Linked DNA regions of Arachis hypogaea: region 1 is linked to region 2. The links are chromatin contacts, called in public Hi-C maps. All regions are on one chromosome and are shown on one strand. The core of a region is the stretch at or near the end of the contact, and the rest is flanking DNA. Distances in the headings are between cores, read along the strand shown. Region 1 holds the start of LOC112790563 (peptidyl-prolyl cis-trans isomerase CYP28, chloroplastic). Region 2 holds the start of LOC112790561 (homeobox protein knotted-1-like 2).

Region 1 (6,711 bases), core at 1,842-4,341, 240 kb before region 2:
TCTTAGATTTTAAATTTTTTAATTGGGAGTGTTTAATCTAATTTTAGTTTGTTAAATTTTTTGGCAAGTGACCACTAAAGTGTGGCTGCTAGCAAGATGGCACCAGAGAGTGCTCAGCAAAGGTGGCCGACGAAGGACAGCTGATGGGGAGAGGTAAGGTTGTGATGCTGGTGGTGATGAGTGATACGAGGAAGAAGAGGGGTAAAAAGAGAGCGTCACTATAAGGATAAAAAAGAAACTAAAAAAAGGTTGAAATTAGTTACCAAAACTCCAAAAGTTAGTTTTCTAGTTGGACTCAATTTATACACTTTGGTGTTGAGGAAATGTGAGAATGAATCATGTTACGTGCTGGTTGTCAATGAAGGAGGATCTTAAACACCACCGGAAAATGATGCAACATTCTGCATCCAAAATCCTATTGGGGTGTTTCTTCATCTATATGTTACTTAGGGTATGTAGCAATTTGCGGAGCTCAATCTAGTGTATACAAGGGCAATGTGGTAACAACAAAATAGTCAAGTGGCGTATAAATGTTGCCAATTGCGTTTTGACAATTAGGCAAGTGATCTAAATAAAGAAAATATAGATTTCACAACACACTTCAACAAAGCCAGGGAATAAATCTGTGGAAATCAGAAAAAAATTTATGCTTAAAGTTAAGAAAGTCTCATCAGTAAACCCGCATGAGATTCGTTTCTAAAGAACACAAACCCTCCTCAGACACATCAGGTAATGTTAAAAACAAGAAAATGGAGAGAATGGAATTTTTAAAATTAAAAATAAAAAAAGAGAATCTTTTAAATAAAAAATAGTGTTATTACCTTGAAAAGAATTCGAGTATGATTTTACAAACACCAGTTCTATGAAGTCATCTGAAATTATATATACATGAAAAGAAATTATGGAAGAGATGGTGAGAGGGGAGGATGTGTAACTTTTAGCTCTCCACAGTCACTAATGTAGACAGTTGTAAGTGGCCTGTTCCATGTGGCACGAGCATTCTGAGCCCTTTCATCTCCAAAAAACTCAGCCAAGTCATTAAACTGGCGAATTCGTTCAGATGGTTGGTAAGTTGGAATGGAAGCTATCGCTGTGACAACGTCCAAACCTGCGATTAGATTCAAACACAAACTGAGCACTTGGTAAGGGCGACCGAAAATGGTACTCATGTAACTTAGCATCCAGCCTATATAATGATCAAATACTACAAGACTTCAATTCATATCGTGACATCAGATTAATACATTCATTCACTGTATAGAACTATGGACAACAAAAGGTCAAATCTTATTTTTTTTTTGAAGTATTCACTGCAGAAAGAATTCATAGTTTCTTAAAGTAAACACAACCAACCAATTTAGAGTTGTTCAATTCGACTCGTCAGTAAAAATTAGCCACAACCAGTAAACTCAACGTAATAGTATTGAGTCCAGGACTATAAACAATTTCTTATTCCATGTACAAGTACACAAATTATAAGGAAAAACCATGGGAAAGTTGAATGTGATATGCCAAAACCCCCATTCTGATAATTCCTCTTTCTCATTTATTCTTCTCTATCCTTACGCTTCCTAAATATCCTTCATATGTCCTTTCAGGCTGACAAATGAAACATTGTAACCGATGTAGTCGACTTCACATATTTAGATTGTATACCATTTAATTTCCTTCTGGTAGGCATGCTTTTATTTTGCTATACCAAATTAACATCCTATAGCACACTCAACTGCTGATAACTATAGTTATAGCATTTTTTTTTATTAGAACCAGAGAAAAGCAATCCTGTTCAAGCATTTAACACACTACACAGTCTACACTTAGCATACTGAAATACTTATTTACTAACACTTAGCATTTGACGACCTAAGAAGAACCATTAAAGTAGGGATTTGATTTCACTCATTATGAGTCAAAAAAATATATGAAGCAAGTTTCACTCTGTATCAAAGTTAGGATACCAGGGAATACATGAGTTTCATAAATGATATGTGTACACCGAATATTTGTATACAAATCCATTTGTTGTTTAATTTATTTTTAATATGTATTTGTATTTCAATATGTATTTTATATTAGTAACTAATTTTGGAATACATCTAGTATAATTGAGGAGGTTTTATTGAACTTCTTACCAGTACTACTAATCAGCCTTATCATTTTCATTTTCATTTTTTGTAATTGTATTTCCTTCTCCCCCCTCCCTTTTTCTCTCTGTTCAATTTGATACTATAACAAACTAACATTCCAACAAATTCCATAGCATGGAAAATTGATTTACCTTCTAGCACGGTTCCAAAGACAATGTTCTTATAATCAAGGTCAGGGCAAGGGCCAGGTCCAGTGGTGATCAGGAACTCAACGTTGCGGTAACCAGGGTCAAGCTTGATCTCGTCATCGTCGTCGTTCTCGGAAAGCGAGAGCGAAACGACACCGGGCCGTGAGTGCATCAGGGAGAAGGCCTTAGAGTCGACAGTCTCGGTATTACGGGCGAGGTCATGGGGTGGGCGGACCTCGCCCTTGTCAGGCCTGCCCTGCCGGCCGGCAAGGAAGTAGCGTCCAGGAAAGATCTTGTGGACGAGAGTGTTCTTGTAGGAGGAAGCGCTGGAGTTGGAGCCGAGGCACATGGACTTGAAATTTGAGACGGTTAGGGGGAGGAGGTTGCCGTAGAGGCCCAGGACGATGCGCCCCAGTGGGGTGGACTCGGAGCAGAGGGTGGAGAGGTTGTCACCGAGGGTGCGGTTGGGGAGGAAGTAGTTGGGACAGAGGCTGAAGTCCATGAAGATGCGGTCGGTGATGGTGGGGTTGGGAGGCTGGGGTGGTGTGGTGGTGGTGGCGGAGAGGGTAGGGGCGAGAGGGACGGAGAGGGTGGTGGTAGTGGTGGCGAGGAAGAGGAGGGAGCGGCGTGTGAGGTTGGGGTGGTGGAGGAGAGAGGTAGGGGTTGGTGTTAGAGAGAAGCCCATGGACGCGACCAAGTGAACATGGTTCGGGTTCGGACGTTCAGTTATGCGGCGGAGAAAACTAGAGGATGCCAGTGGGGTCTACTTCTGAGACTCAGTTATACTGTGCTTCATAAAATTATCTGTTCTTGTGTGTGTTTGGATTACAGTTTATAAATGGGAGTTTGTATAAAATTGATTTTGCAAACTTGATTTTGATGAAAAGTAAATTTGTATTGAAATGATTTATGTTTGGCTATCTTTATATCAAAATGGATTATAGTAAAATAAATATTGTTTGGATTACACTATTTAAAATTACTTTTAGATAAAAAAATTACTAAAATAGTCATTAACTTAAATAAATTTTTTTATATTATCCAATTATTTTAATTTAGATATTTGAATAATTTTATTAATTAATTTTATAATAAAATTAATATTTATTTATTAAAATAAAAATAACATATAAAAATTAGCAAAATATATTGTATATTAAAAATAAGAAATATGAATTATATATATAAGAGTATTTAATCAAATATATTATATTTTTTCAAATTTTAAATATTAACGTGAAAATATTAATTTAGTATTTTTTTAACATTGTATTTTTGTTTTAATACTCTCAATAATCTTATTCTTAACATTATTTTGGAATCCAACGTTTATAATTTTATTAATATCTATGATTAATTTTTTATTTAATTTATCTTTTTTTTAATGGAATCATAATTTATATTATAAAAAAATTACAATAAAAAATTGTATATACCAGAATTATAATTATACAAAAGAATACTAAAAATAATAAAATTAAATATTTATCCTGGTAGAGATGGAAACAAATCTAAAAGTTCTTGATGATGTATTTTATATAGTATATCTTTAGTTCTTTTAGTACTCTTTTTTAGTACCTATAATTTTTTACTATTATTATTATTTATGGGTAATTTTTTTGTTTAATTAAACTTTACCTAATGTGATCAATAAATTATATTATGAAAAGATAATAATAAATATAATATAAAAAATCACAATTATAAGAGTGTATAATGTCAAATAAAAATTTAACAAAAAAATAAAAATAATAAATAATAGAAAAAGAGAGTTCATATAAGGAGAAATAATAAGAATTCCATAAATAATACAATAACATGTCTGAAGTATAAAATTGGTAAAGAAAAGATAGATGTTTAATGTAAATGGCTAAAAGCCCGTTAGTGAAATGCAGAAGTTAGAAATTGTTGCTTCTGGCAAACTCGGGTTTGACATCAAAATCACTTCTACGTTTGGCAAATCAAAAGTTAGTCAAACAAATAATTGAAACTTTCAATGAATTTAAACGTGCTTTTTCTCTTCAAACAAATTTGCCAAACACACCCCTTGAAATTGGATTTGTTTATAAATAATAGAGTAACGAGTAATCATGTTATCCATTTTCACAAAGAGGCAGATGTTTTTTATTTAAAAAAAAAACTCCCCGTTGTTAATATTTTTATTTTACAATAATATGATTTTTCTAGTAAAAAATCTATTTAATTTTTTAAAAATTTTATTTTTAATTTGTAGGAGTTTTAAACATTTACAAAATTCTTTTTAATAATATAACTATGGTGACTAACTACATGATTAGTACTATCACTTTTTTCATCCTCATCATTATCATTTTTATTTCTACTATTTTTATTGTGTAATCATACTTTATTACCATTGTTATCTTCTCTATTGTAATAATCACCAATACAAATATCATCAATATTAATGTTATCTTATTTCATTTTTTATTCGATACTATTTTTTTCTTTTAAAAATTCTTTGTACTGCAATTACTTTTTCTTTTCTGTGACATCATTTTCAACAATGGTCTTTCTCTATTTTATCACCACCGGTGAAAAAATTTTTCAAAAATAAATTTATTCATAGTTTGTGTGAGTTTAAATTTCCCACAAATTACAAAAAATCTCACAAAAATATTTTTTATTATTATTTAACAGATTTTTTAACAGAAGAAGCATATTATCCTAAAATAAAAATGTTGAGCGCTGAAATGTCCCATTTTTTTAATCAAGGGGTGCCTTATCTTTCGTGAAAATGAACAAGAGCCGCATTGAGTCTTTAAATAATAATTCTGGGTTAATGCTCAAATTAATTCATAAAAAATGATTGTTTTTAAATTTATTTTTTAAAAAATTTATCAATTCAATAGTCCGCTAAAAATTACAAATTAATTACACTGTCTTTATGTCATTCAACTAATAGTTTTCTTTAATAATTGATGTGGAACATTAACTAGCAGCATCCATAACACTTGGCGTGTTCAATTAAATATTAATTTTATGAAAATCTATCAATTTAGTCATACGTTATATTGAAATTAGAGTTTATGTAATTGAAAAAAATTAAATTGATAGATTTTTATACATATATTTAGTTAGCATCTAAAACTCTAAATATATTAGGTATCATATATGCTGTTAATTAACGTTTCAAATTATCCATGTTTAATGAAAATTGTTAATGAAGTGATAGAAGGACAAATATAATTAATTTATAATATTTGAAGAATTAATTTGATTGATAAAAATTTATAAAGATAAATTTAAAGAACGATCCATCCTAAAAGAATTAATTTGATCATTAATCTTAATAATTATTAGTCTTAAAAAATATTTTAGTTGTGTTATACATACAAGTATTTTTGGCAACCATGCCAACCAAGTTGGCCTAGGCCCAACAAAAAATACCTTCATTAAATAGAGCGTGTAAACACGTGCACCACCCACTCCATTCACGTAAATGAGACATTTTACTTCGCACTCTCTAATATGAAAAATGCTTGCTATCTCTTTCTCAAATATGCAACACAGTTATTTCAAACTACTGTCAAAAGCTCTTAAAAATTTGTCAAAATCTTTGCGAAAACTAAGGAAAATCTCGATGAGATTATGATAAATCCATATTTTATGATTATTTTTTGCTTCAAAAGAGTGGACTCTATCAACTTACCTTGCATTAATTCCTTGAAATTGCATGTTTTTGTGAACTCTTTCTAATTGTGCTTAATTGTGAAAATATGTTTTTTATGCCTAGAATTGCCAATTTTAATTCACTTTTCTTATACTCAATGCCTTGATATGTCTGTTTGAGCGATTTAAGGTTTTGAAGGCAAGAATGACTTGAAGAAATAGATAAAAAGCATGCAAAATAAAAGAATTCATGAAGAAATTAAGGATTTGCAAAACTGTCAATCCTGACCTCTTCATGCTAAATTGATCATAACTTGAACTATAGAGGTCCAAACGAAGTGGTTTTAATGGCATTGGAAAGCTAACATCTGGGGCTTCAAAATGATATGCATATGTCTAAAGTGGATGTAACATCCTAATTAACCTAAGCCTTACCTCATGCCATAAAGCAAAGGTTACTTAAAGGTTATGACAATTCCTAAGCTTATATATATATATATATATATATATATATATATATATATATATATATATATATATATATATATATATAAGGAAACAATAGTTCTATAATCCCGATGAAGAAATAAGCTCAAAAATAGAGTTTCAAAAGCGCAAAACGTTCACAAAAAGTTACAAACTTAAGGCACAAGATAAAAATACAAGATAACAAGATATAAGTATATAAGAGAGTATGATAGTCATAAGGAACTAGCCTCAGCCCGCAGAGTTTAGGCCGACTAGTTGTATATAGACATACAAGATTTTGAAAGTTAAAACAGTATATACAGAATACCTCTCTCAAA
Region 2 (6,878 bases), core at 490-2,989:
ACCCGCACTCCTAAGCCTTTCCAGTACTACGTTGTGGTCCATGAAACCTCCTGCCGCCACGTGTCAACAATGGTTGCTCGCGTCCCTTTCGGGTTTGGTAGTGCCCGGCCCATCCCCTTGCCACCTTTTGGGTCCTCTTCTCGGATGAGTAAATGCAATGCGCCGTGAACAGTTTGAAATGTGAGAAAGAAGGTAACTAGGAAAAAGGAAAAGTAACTTCTCATTTCCATCATTGCAAAAGAAAACAAACAGCAAAAGGGTACCTTACCCTGGCTGTGCCATGGAAATTTTAGCTCTCTAGCTATTTACTATTCTTGTGCCAATCCCTAATCTGCACCTACCATCACCTATTACCACCCATTTTTATATCCTATCCACCACCTAGCGACTTTAGTAGTGACCCATTCCTGATATTTTTTCCTCTTTTATATGTAAAAAATAAGGACAAAACGAAATAGAGATATATAATTATTATATATGGTTTTTTTTTTGGGCTTCAATTATTGTATATGGTTAGTCACCAAAAGCAAATTATTATATATGGTTTGATAAAAAGTTGGCCAAAAAATTTGATTATAGATTTATTTTTGGTGTTGTCCTCAAAGATAGGAACGTGGAGTGTTGTACTAGAGGATAGTGGCCTCATCTTAATATATATTTAATTTTTTTAATATATATTTTCTTCTAATAACTAATTCTAGGATATAATTATCATGATTGTTTATAAAAATATAAAACAAAAAAAACCACGTCGCTAAGATGCCAAGTGCGTCTGTATTGGTAACGATATGGTCATAATCCTCAACTTAAATTATTTGTAAGAATAAAAACTATAAAAATGAGACATAAACATTTAATTAAGATAAATATTTTTTGTATTAATTTTTATGTAATTTTTTGTGTATTTTTTATGATATAGAAATATGTTTTATTTTATCTTATTTGATTTTTTCTCATTTATTTTTGGGTAAAGTATTAAATTGATATTCTATATTTGAACATAATTCTGTTTTGATCTTTAAGATTTAAAGTATTCTATTTGAATATAAAAATATTTTATTTAGCATCAATTTAGTTCTACTGAAGTCAAAATTAAATAATTAACGAAATATCCTACATAACAACAGTACAAGAACAAAATCTATAATCTGGATAACAAGTACAAGCTCTAAAGACACAAAATCAACAGTTGATACATCAATACATTTATTTATTATTTTTCTTTTAATATAAATAAAATATTTTTTTATAAAACTAAAAAGAATAACAAATAAATGTATTAAATCATCAACGGTTAATTTTGTGCCTCTAGAGCTTGTATTTGTTCTCCAAATTATCGATTTTATTATTGTACTGTTGTTATGTAAAACATTACGCTAATTATTTAAATTTGACCTTACTGTAGAACTAAATTAATATTAAATATTTTTTTTAATTCAAATAAAGCACTTTAAAAACTAAAATAGAATTATGCCCAAAATAAACTTTACCCTTTATTTTTTTTCTATAAAAACTAAAAAGCGCCACAGTATTACTATTTCCCAATTCTCATTGACTTGGTTAAACAAACAAGAATAGCAAATAATATTTTATATTTAAATTTTTTTATTAATTAAATTTAACTAAATTAATTTAATATAATAAAATTTAATTATAATTAATATTATTTTAAGTCTTATTTTTAATTTAGTTAAATTTAATTTAAAAAAATAGACGTATAATATTACTATTAGCTAACATGTCCGATGATTGATTAATCTTTGTCTTATTACAGCTGGAAAAAAAAATCTCCAATAAGGTGGCACCACAATTTTCCACCCACGTTATCATCAATCCCACCCTTTGTTCATTCCCTCCCTCGATGTTCGTGTCTTTCCCTTCAAAAGAAAAAAAGTCTTCTCCCCAGAAAAACAAAAAGGTGTTTTTCCAAACCACTTCCTTTTCCTTCCTCAAAGCCCTGTCTTCAATCTCGTCACTTATTCTTAGTTCTTGATTCTTCAATAATCTTCACCGTCACTCTTCAAATTCCATCTCTTCCTTCTTCTCTTCCATCTCACTGATACGGGAATCAATTAAATGTAGTCAGAAATCAAGGTTAAAAAAGAAAAAAAAAATTCTAGTTAACAAAACATGGCTTTTCGCGACCACCAACCACACGAAATTACTTTTCAGTCCTTCACGGACGAGCAACATTTAAATCACAACAGAGACATGCAGAGGATGCTAACTCTCTCCGGCGCCGGCGATGGAGGACCGGCTCCGACGTGGCTGAACAACGTCCGGCAGCAGAATTTCCTGCACCTTCAGCCGAACGCGTCGTCGGCACGAAACGACGACGTTCGAGACATGATGGCGGCGGAAGCTACGTCAGCGGAGAAGAGCATGGATCATCGGAAGAACTACCTCCAGCAGCAGCGGACGATGACGGAAAGTAACAACTGCGACTCAGAGGATGCGGCGGAGTACAAGGCGGACATCCTAGGACACCCGCTATACGAGCAGCTGCTGTCGGCGCACGTGTCGTGTCTGAGGATCGCGACGCCCGTTGACCAGCTACCGAGAATCGACGCTCAGTTGCAGCAGTCGCAGCGCGTGGTGGAGAAGTACTCTGCGCATGGGAATAATGGTGCTCTCGATGAGAAGGAGCTTGATAACTTCATGGTTTGTCTCTTTCCTCAACTTATTCTCAAAGTGGAAAAGTCTAGGACCAGCAATTTTATTGAATTTTGGCCAGTATGTAACTAGTAGAAAAAGGTGAATTATTAAATAAAATCTCACACTAATTTTACATCATTAAATCATTATTGATAATTAATTAATGGCTAACAATCACAAAAATTACTGGTCCCTGATATTGCTCTTCTCAAAATTATCGTAGTACCTATTATCATGTTTTGGAATTTTTTTTAAATAAATTAAAAAATTATTATTTTGCAAAGTAAATTCAAATAATATTAAATATCAAAATCATTTTTTATTTGAGGTAGAAAAAGGGGATGACCATGGTCAAAATCGGATAAAAACGCTTATTCGATATATTTATATTAATTTTTAATGATAAAATTTTACATTAGCAAATTATATTTAGTAAAATTAGTTTAATTTAATTTAATTAATTTTAAAATTAGTAAATTATATTAATAATTATTAATTAGTTATTTAATATTATTTAAAATTCAAATTATAATTTATTATTTATCATTATTTAATTTAAACTCAATAAAAATATTAAAATTAAATATGAGATATAATATCAATTAAAATTCAAAACAGGAAAATGGCGAGTATGGATGTTTTTTCTTGTTTGTGCATTTGTGGTTTGTTTTTATATTTTTGAAAACTCAAAAAGTCTTCCTTTCCAACTTTCTTTCACTTCTCTGTTAGCTTGCCTCCGTCCCCGTGTCCCGCTTTGCTGCTCGAAGCTACAACATCCTCATCATGTGCTGCCACTTGTTGGCCAGCCCTCTTCCTATTTATTCTCCTATTCTCTGTTTACTTTTTTAGGTTGAGTTATGGTCTAGTTCTTTATCTTTTTTATAATTTGGCAAATACTTTTTTATATAATTTGATAAATATTAAATTTATTTAATTTAAAAAAATTCGTTTAAATATTATTATTATTATAAAAGAAACTGTTACAATAAAAAATCAAGTGATTAAATACTAAATAGAACTTTGTTAAAAAAATGCAAGGGAGATACAATTGTTATAATTAATGAATTTATTTTCATGCACTAAAATTTTTACATAAAACAACTAATGGTGAATAGACATATCAACAAAAATAATTAATTTTTAAATTATTAATTAAAAATTTATTTGAACATTTAAAGTTATTGAATAACAGTATAAAATTTGTTAGATTATTAATGTATTAAATTAAAATATAATATTATATACATATTAAAATTAATTATTAAATTAATTATTTTTATATAATATATATTAAAATATAAAATATACATTAAAAATCAGTTAAATAACATATATTTATATAAAAAATATATGGTGCTTATTTTTTTTTATGTACACATATGACCCTTTTTCTTTTAACTCAAATGTTCGATTTAGTTTCATTCATAGGTACGTCAGTACGTGAATGAATTATATTGATTACTCAGATTTTAATTAGTCAAAATAGTTATATAACTAACGTGATTAGCATAACTCACGCTTATTATCTATATGATTATTTTAACCCATTAAAATGAAGGGACTAAAAATTATTCATGCATGTAACTAAGTTATTAAGTTGATTCTTATTATCTTTATGATTAATAATAGAATCACATTTTCCCTCTTAAATGACAATTATTAGAGAAAAAATGTAAATAAGACAATTATTATAAAAGAGATACAAGACTATTAAATTAAAATTAGGAGATAAAGATGGAGAAATATAGATTAAATTAAGTCTTTGTATTATATTTCGTATAAAATATGCTGGATTGAGTATGTCTTAATACTATGTATAATTTACGATATATGAAAATTGAAGAATACATTTAAAATTTGAAAAGTTAAAAAAAAATATTTTTGAGAAAGAATATTATTAAAGTTTTAGTCTCCGTTCTTTAAAATTTTCAGTCCATTGTGATTTTATTTTGTGGAGATACCGAAAAAATTAAAACTTTATGTCCTAGGATTGAAATTTTAGTTCTGCATTATTAACATAATATTGAGTTTTAGATCCTTATAAATACTATTTTATGGTAGATTGAATAATTAATTTTCATATCATATTTTATCTTCTTTATTTTCATTAGTTGAGTAAATGGACAAAAATATAAATAAAAATTTTAAAATAGATACAAATATACATTAAAATTTATAAATATCAAGTATATTTAAAAAAAAAATTATGAACAAAAATACACACTAAATATTTAAAAATATCAAATTTCTTACTAACGGCATGATATTTTTACTCATTGAAAATAAATTTTGAGGCGTATTTTAATATTTACGAACTGTTTACATATATTTTTATCTCGATAATATTAGAAAAACAAAAAAAATTACTTCAAATGATTAAATTTATCTTATTTAATATTTATTAATTATAAACTAAATAAAATAAGTTTACACTATTTTGGACGGATTTTTTATTTTTGTTTTTCTAACATTATTGTTTTTGTTCATTCTAATCTCTTTTATGTATATTTTTATCCATTTTATTGTACTTGTTTTAACTTGCTTTTGTAAGAGTTGCAACTACTTTGAGTTAGTGAGTTTGATTCAAGATCTGTATGCGTGTCAGCGTGTGTTCCTTTAATTTGCTTGATTTTAGTCATTTTCATGTTATTAGAGCTGGACTGTCAGGGTCTAACAATTATTTTGCAACAAAACTAAAATTAAAATAAAATGTGAAGAAACTAAATTGAAAATCATATATAATTTATTGAAAGAAAAAAAATTCAAGGGTTGGGAGGTTTTATGGTGGGTGGGTGGCAATTGCCCTTTCTGCCTAATGATGCTGCCCCTACTGTGTTGGGCTGTTGGTATATAATAGTAGTAGTCAGTTTTATTTTGATTGAACGAATTTAAATTTTAATTCAGACTTCTGCGATAGATTGAGTTGAGGTATATCGTGAATAGCCAAAAAAAAAAAACAACATTTTGATTTTACAAATTTGCCTATGCTTCCCCAATGTCTTTTCTTCCATTCTTTGCTTTGGTGGCTTTTACATTGTCAGAAATGTCAAATTAATTTTGTGGATTTTGTCTTCTTTAATGTGCTAAAAACTTGCACCTTCGTGATATCCGGATTTTATGGAGTTTGTCGTTTGTCGTTTGAACTTTCTGAAGAAAAAAACAGGAGGGCCATTGTACTGCTCATTAGAGCAGAGAACAGTTACGTGATTGTTTGTTTGTTAGGTAGAGAATTGACTCGAAGAGAGAGAGTTGATGATAGACTCCTCCATACTACATGAGTTTTTCCTTTGAGAATCTTTGGGTTAATGTTAGTCATAATCATATATAATATAATACAATTAATCTTTCCACTTGATGGATGAATAAGCATTTTGTATTTTTTATTTTTAGCCGAAACTTAATTTGGTTGGTTCATTTTCATGAAATCTTGTAGAATATGTTCTTAAATATTACTTGAAGCTGTGCCGTGTGTAGATTAGTTTTCACAACACCTCTTGTACGTTCCTATTTTGCTTTGGGAGTAAGGACAATAATAATGAAGCTATGGGACCTAAGTCATTCTATACCATCATCAGCTGGTTGGTTATCATGCATTAGTTAGTGGACGGCAGTTGGCGAATCCATTTAATGTAGAAATCAATACAAGTTCAAAAATACTATATTTACACTAAATATATATGTGTTTGATTTAGCTTTTTCAAATTGGATTTGAGTTTAATTTTGATCAAAATTAAATTTGTTTTCACATGATTTATATTTGAATACTTTGATTCAAAATAATTATAATTGATAAAATATTACTTAAATAATAATAACCAAAATTATTTTTAGATGTGAAATTACCAAAATAAATTTTATAATACAAAATTTTAAATTAAAACATATTATATAAAATATTACCTTAAATATTATATACATATTATAATAAATTACACATAATATTAGATCATAATTGGGAATGTCTAATAATTATAAATTATAGTAATAAAAGACAAACAAATTTATAGAACTAAACTATAATAATTGGAGTGAACTAGTGTTCGACTAATTTTAAAATAAAAAAGAAAATTTTCAGTACAAAAATTATTTAATAAGCAAAATTATGGTAGAAGAAAGAAATTTACCTTGATTGTTTAAGATGAGAAAAATGAGTGTGTGGAAAGAGTGAGGAAGGATAGTTGAGAAATAAAATGAGGATGATGTGTAGAAAAGATGAGGTAGGA

Evidence for each region. Hi-C and Micro-C count contacts between places; a contact is called where the count stands out from the background.
Region 1: a contact with region 2 is called in a Hi-C map of leaf, with 5 times the contacts expected there. The contact joins the promoter of LOC112790563 here to the promoter of LOC112790561 in region 2. A contact is called at or near these places in 3 of 8 Hi-C or Micro-C datasets (leaf and an unstated tissue).

What each region holds. Positions count from the first base shown.
Region 1 is chr3:84,190,455-84,197,165 of arahy.Tifrunner.gnm2.J5K5, reverse strand. LOC112790563 (peptidyl-prolyl cis-trans isomerase CYP28, chloroplastic) reads right to left here and starts at 3,091. Exons shown (of 2, transcript XM_025833015.3): 1 at 2,279-3,091; 2 at 796-1,108. The coding sequence starts at 2,960. The coding sequence ends at 900.
Region 2 is chr3:83,953,865-83,960,742 of arahy.Tifrunner.gnm2.J5K5, reverse strand. LOC112790561 (homeobox protein knotted-1-like 2) reads left to right here and starts at 1,739. Exons shown (of 6, transcript XM_072233153.1): 1 at 1,739-2,661. The coding sequence starts at 2,131.